Linked DNA regions of Sus scrofa: region 1 is linked to region 2. The links are chromatin contacts, called in public Hi-C maps. All regions are on one chromosome and are shown on one strand. Each heading gives the region's core, a stretch centred on a gene start, on an enhancer-like site or on the middle of the called end of the contact. The rest is flanking DNA. Distances are from core to core; before and after follow the strand shown. Region 1 overlaps LOC100519511. Region 2 holds the start of RASA3 (ras GTPase-activating protein 3).

Region 1 (2,700 bases), core at 94-2,593, 42 kb before region 2:
CAGGGCCTGGCCCATACACAGAGTTTGTTGGTAAATGAGTGAGTCTTTTAACTTTTTTTTTTTTTTTTTTTTTTTGAGGCCTTAACTGTGTTAAGAACTGGGTTCAGTGTGATAACTGTTTGTTGCTGTAGAACAGTTTAAGCATGGCCTTACCTGGGTGTGGCAGAGAAGGTGAGCAGATTCTGAGACCCTCTCAGCAGAGTAGTGATCACTGCACACAAAACCTACTGACACCTCCATCTTAGGGGATGTGTTTGGGGTCAGGTTGGAATTTCATCACACTGAAGAGTTTTAATCTGATTTATTTAGGTATTTGTTAAAGTAACAATCCCAGATTTTAGGGCAAATTACACAAATACACCTGAGAATTGTAAACAAATCCACAACAGCAAAAATATGGTAGAGTGAGAAGAATCAGAGAAGAAAATCCAATTCAGAAGTCTTTAACCTCCCGTGTTACTCTGCATAATTTGTTTCCAGCTATTAGCCTAAGAAGCATGTAAAATAGTTTTGCTGCATCATCTGGTCAGATATATCCTGTGGACACAGTTTTGGGTGCTGACTCATGTGCATTTACAGCTGTCCTTGTGTGATAATGGGGGGGGGGGGCGCTGGCCCAGCTGAGGTGTGGACCAGCATCCTTTGGGACCCAAGCTGCCTGTGGCACCAGGAAACCAGGATGGCCTTGCCGTCTCCCTGTCACTACTTCTCACGCTTTTCTTTTCCTACTTTGTGTGCTGAGGCCTCTCCTACATTTCACTTTTGGGGTCCAGGATGTGGCCGTGCTAAATTTCAGTTTCAGTTCCTGTTGGATCAAAAATGCATATTGGAAACAAACACTATCCTTAGGTAAGGACAGTAAAATATCAGTTTACTAGACTGCCTGGGAAATGGAGTATTTAAATGCATTGACAATTCTACCTTATTTAGAATTAATCTTATGGTTTTTAAAAAGCAGCCTATTGAGATACAGTTCTGTAACATAAAATTCGCCCTTTTCAATTGCGTATGTCAGTGGTTTTGGTATATTCAGTGTTGCGCAATCATCACCAAATCCAATTTTAGAAGTCTTTCATCACCCACCCCCAAGCCCGCCACGCTCAGATATGGCCCCAACTTCTCCCCCAGCCCCTGGCAGCCACTAATCTACTTTGCACGTCTATGGACTGGCCTGTGCTGGACCTTTCATAGAAGTGGAATCTGACGCTATGCGGCCGTTTATATCTGGCCTCTTTCACTGAGCATACCGCCTTCAGTGTTGACCCATAATGCAGCGGTTATTCCTTTTTAGGGTTGCATAATACTCTGTTACGTGGTTATTACCACACTTTGTTTATTTGCTCGTCAGTTGACGGAACGTTCTTGCACAAGTTTCTGTGTGGACATGCCTTTTAATTCTCTGGAGCATATACCAAGGAGTGGAATTGTCAGGTTATATGGTAATTTTATGGTTACTTTTTGAGGAACAGCCAGACTGTTTTCCTGGGGAGGCGTTTTGTTGGGGAGGTGGCATCTGGTCTTCAGAGAGCTGGTCAGAGGTGGCTACGGGGGTTTCTTTTGAACATTTCCCCAACTTTCTGGTCCTGTAAAACTGAGTTATTTCCTCCCTAAACCTGCAGTTTTCAAAAAGCTTGGTTTTGTCCTTCTACCCGCCTGGGTGCGAAGTCCCTGAACTTTCCAAGGATGGAGGCAGGGGCTTGTCTAGGAAAAGGGAAGCACACTGTTCAGAATAAGTCCCGCTAATTCAAAGCTGTCGCCCCAGTGTCAGGAAGGGGATTTTCGACAGGAAATCCATAGCTGAGTGTCTGTCCCTCTGCCCTGTGCCTGTCATCACCCTCGTCCTGCACATAGAAGCCAAGGCCCTGGAAATTCCCAACAGGGCATGAGGGCAGCTTATTAGAGCGCAGTCTTCAGAGCTGGATTTTCCGAGTTGGGATCCAGAGGTGCTGAGCTGGTGTTTGTTTCCAGGTCTGTCTTTTCAGAAGACAAAGCAGATGACCTCGCCTGGAGGCTCCACACTGGGATGTGCTGCCCAGCCCTGCGGGGCCTGGTCTTTGTCAGAACTGCAAGTGCTGCTCCCTTTCTTGGGCTGCTCCATGGGCCCCACACTTAGCAAAGCCTGTGACACTTCAAATAAAGTGCAGTCTCTGGGCTGTAGCTGCCGGAAGCCCTATTTCTAGGAGCTTCTGTTTTCCCTTTCTTTGTTTTATTTTATCTTAACATCTCCCTTTGGTCTTGGGCTTTATCTGCTTCCTGTTTTGTTAAAGTGGAATTTCAAGAGAGTCAAAGTAAATAAGTGAAGGATGGGTTTGAAGCATAGTTTCCAAGTATTTTCTTGACATTTGCTAAAGAAAACTGTAAATGGGAAAAAAGCAAATAAGGACACAAAAACAAACAAAAAACTAGAAATGAGAGCAAATAGGATATGATACTTATGTCAATAAATATAAATGAATAAAACTGGGGGGGAAAACCTCTTGGACTAGATTAAAAAGCAAAATTACAGTGATCTGCTCAGAAAACACAAACCTGAAATCAAATGACAGAGAAATACTAAAAATAAAATGATGCCAAAAACCAAATTAGACAGCCATAAACCAAAGGAGGGCGGCAGAGCAGGCAATAGGAATAAACACATGCGATGCCGGTGGCCAAGGGCCCCCAGACCCAGGACACAATGTCATTTGCGTGATTCCCTCT
Region 2 (2,889 bases), core at 333-2,832:
TTTTTCATTCCATTGATTTCTACGAGAACCACCTAATTCCACAGTCCAGATGATTCCTGCTTTTTCCAACTTCTCCAATACCTGAGACACTGCACCCCACCGTGTCCCCCTCAGCAGGCCTCCTGGCAACTCAGCACTGCTGCAGCAGGGCAGGGCTGCCAGCTGTCATTTAGCATCTGGCTCTCAAACCCCATCATAGAGGCCACTCCTTGGACACTCCTGGCCCCAGATGCCTTACAGCGGTTCCCTTGGAAACAGACTCCAAAGAGGAAATCCATGTGCAGGACCTGGTTGGAAGTGTTTGGGAGGGAAAGTCTGTGAGAGAATGGGGGGAAGATGGGGACAGAGGAGCCACTTGGCAACAATGCAGCTGCTACTGGGGTTTCAGCTGGTCCTCTGAGAAGGTCAGGAACTGGGGTTACTTTTCAGTTACCCTGATGGAGGCCAAGTCTTGGCTAGGAGGAGGGTGGGCTCTGGGTGGCCACACAACTACAGGAGCCTGCTGGGGTCCTGAGGCAGCAACACTGGGGGCTTGACCCCAGCCTCTTCAGTAAACCATGAGTAAACACCTCCTCTGACAGTCCTGAGAAGGTTGCCTCAAGCAGCTGATTGAGGACCTGGAAGGAGGGTAAGAATGGTCAGTAATCTTTTTCAACAGGTACCTAAGCATTTTTTTTTTTTTTTTAAGGAAGTGAGGTAAAACAGTGAGAAAAACAGGCCTCTCTCTTTATTAAGCTTGTATTCTGGTGTGTGTGTGTGTAAGTCTGTGTGTGTGATGTTGGGCACTCCTAAGTCAGAGGAGAGATAAGTGGACAGGAAGTCAGGAGACAGAAAATAAGGGGAGGATGGTAGCATGGGGATCAGCAAGGGCAGACAGGAGTGCACGTGGCCTGAAAGACTCAGAGCCAGGTGGCGGGAGACCAGGGCACGGTAGAGGGACAGGAAGGCATCAGAAGGGAATGGACATCTGCGGAGCCTAATCAGCAACCTCAGTGGAACCCTTGTTCCTCCAGAGGCCAGGTCTCCAGCAGCTGGTCCGCAAGTGCGGACTTGCTCTGAGGGGGCCGAGCTGGGCCAGAGAATTCTTTTCCTTGATTCCTTTAGGTCTGAGTTTCTTAAAATCATGTGCACATCTCCCTATTCCCGCGTCCTCCCGCCAGATTCTGCCTCCCCTCGCCTAGCCCCCGCCACCTTCTTTGCAACCCTAGTCCTCCACGCCCCGCCCTCCCGGTCCCCGCCCCCCCTTCCGCCCGGCCCTCGCCACCGCCCCCCGCTCCCCGAGCCAGCGACAGCTGACCGGTCCCCTCCTGGCGCCCTCCCCACGCCCAGTACCCCCCAGCGCCCCTCGGCCCAGTTCCTCCAGCAACCCTTGTGGGATCCTCCCTGCTGGGTGAACCACCCCGGCGTGGTACCTTCCAACCCTTCTCTGATACCGACCACGCCCCCTTGCGGGGTTCGGCCAATGGGGATCTGGGGCTGGGATGTGGGCGGAGCCGTCTCGCTCCTGCCCCTTTGCGGACCTCAGGCACAAGGCAACTGGGCAGGGCCGTGGGCGGAGCCTCACCGCCCACGCTCGCGCTCTCGGCCAATGGTCGGGTGCGTGGGCGGAGCCAGGGGACAGAGGCGCGGCCGACCCGCGGTCGACGAGACGCGCGCAGAGCGCGGGGACTGCGCCGCCGCTCTGGCTCCTGCTGCTCGGCGGGGCTCGGCGCACGAATTCCGGGCCGACCCAGCATGGCGGTGGAGGAAGAGGGGCTCCGAGTCTTCCAGAGCGTGAAGATCAAGATCGGTGAGCTCCCGGGAGCCGGCAGAGGCGTCGTGGCCTTCCAGGGGGCTATCGGCGGGCGCTCTCAGACTCCCGACCCCTTCGCTGAGGGCCGCGGCCCTGGCGCCTCCCGGCGACGCGCGCTCCTCATTTGCGCTCCCCTCTCCACCTCCCAGGAGATCCCCAGCCTTGACCCCTCCCTACCTCCTCCAAGACCTCCGGCCGCTACCTCCTCCCCACCTTCGGGAGATGCCCGGCCAAGGCTTCCTCCCCACCTTCCCGGAGACCTCTGGCCTCAACTCTCTCCCCACCTTCGGGAGATGCCGGACCGAGTGCCCCTTCGCCATCTCCTGGGAGACCGCAGCCCCTTCCCCACCTTCCGCGGGACTGGCCGGGCCGAGCTCGGGGGACGCAGCTCCCCGCGGTGCCTCCGCGCCGCGAGCGGCCCCTAGTCCCCGCAGGTGGGGTCGCCTGCACCAGGGAGAGGTGCGGCTGGACCCGGGTCCCATCCCTGCTGGGAGTGTGTCTGCGTGTGCATGAGCGCGCGCACGCGTGTGGGGACTCTCCGGATGCGTACATTTCTAGTGCCCCAAACACCCACCTCGGGGTTCCGCACCTCCGCTCAGTGCAGCGCCCAGAAACTTGCTTTGCTGGGAACGTGTGAGCTCTTTCACATGTTGCCCCGGGGCGAGGGGCAGAGGCAGGCTGCTGACTGGTGCCTGGGTGTGCACACGACTGTGTAGGTGGATTGTGTGTGCATATGTGTGTTCCTGAGTGATTGTGTGTGTATGTCTGTGTGTGAATATGTGGAGCGCCCTGGCCCAGGGCTCCCTCAGGGCAGCGAGCCACAGGAGCCACCCCTCCCCCCTTCCATTGAGAACTGGCCGCGGAAGCTTTTGGCCACCCGGCCTGCCATTCAGGTCGTGTCCCTGGAGCAGCCTGCCTTTCTCACTGGACCCAAGAGCTGGGGGAGGGAAGTGCAGCTGGAAGGCTATGTCTGGACTTCCTGGGTTTATCTAGAGAGTGTCACCTTCTCCTGGTGGTCCTGTTTTATCTTGGAGATATAAGACTTTTTCACCCCAGAGCAAGATCAGCGCCTGGAGTGTCTGCTACACATTAATGCC

What was found. Hi-C and Micro-C count contacts between places; a contact is called where the count stands out from the background.
Region 1: a Hi-C map of alveolar macrophages shows a contact between it and region 2, with 2.4 times the contacts expected there. The contact joins the enhancer-like site here to the promoter of RASA3 in region 2. A contact is called at or near these places in 9 of 47 Hi-C or Micro-C datasets (alveolar macrophages, blood, embryonic fibroblasts and 3 more) and 1 of 2 datasets of contacts at active chromatin or transcription factors (alveolar macrophages).

The regions. Positions count from the first base shown.
Region 1 is chr11:79,068,439-79,071,138 of Sscrofa11.1, reverse strand. It overlaps LOC100519511, which reads right to left. Exons shown (of 5, transcript XM_005653842.3): 5 at 287-2,355. The coding sequence ends at 2,346. Among named protein-coding and RNA genes, the nearest start is that of CDC16, 14 kb to the left of the region's middle. Within about 2 kb of position 1,343, at least 20 of the 83 cell types and tissues checked have an H3K27ac peak or open chromatin away from gene starts, as enhancers often do. A contact at or near this core is called in alveolar macrophages, where this site is marked.
Region 2 is chr11:79,026,684-79,029,572 of Sscrofa11.1, reverse strand. It overlaps RASA3 (ras GTPase-activating protein 3), which reads left to right and starts at 1,582. Exons shown (of 24, transcript XM_003131110.5): 1 at 1,582-1,789. The coding sequence starts at 1,735.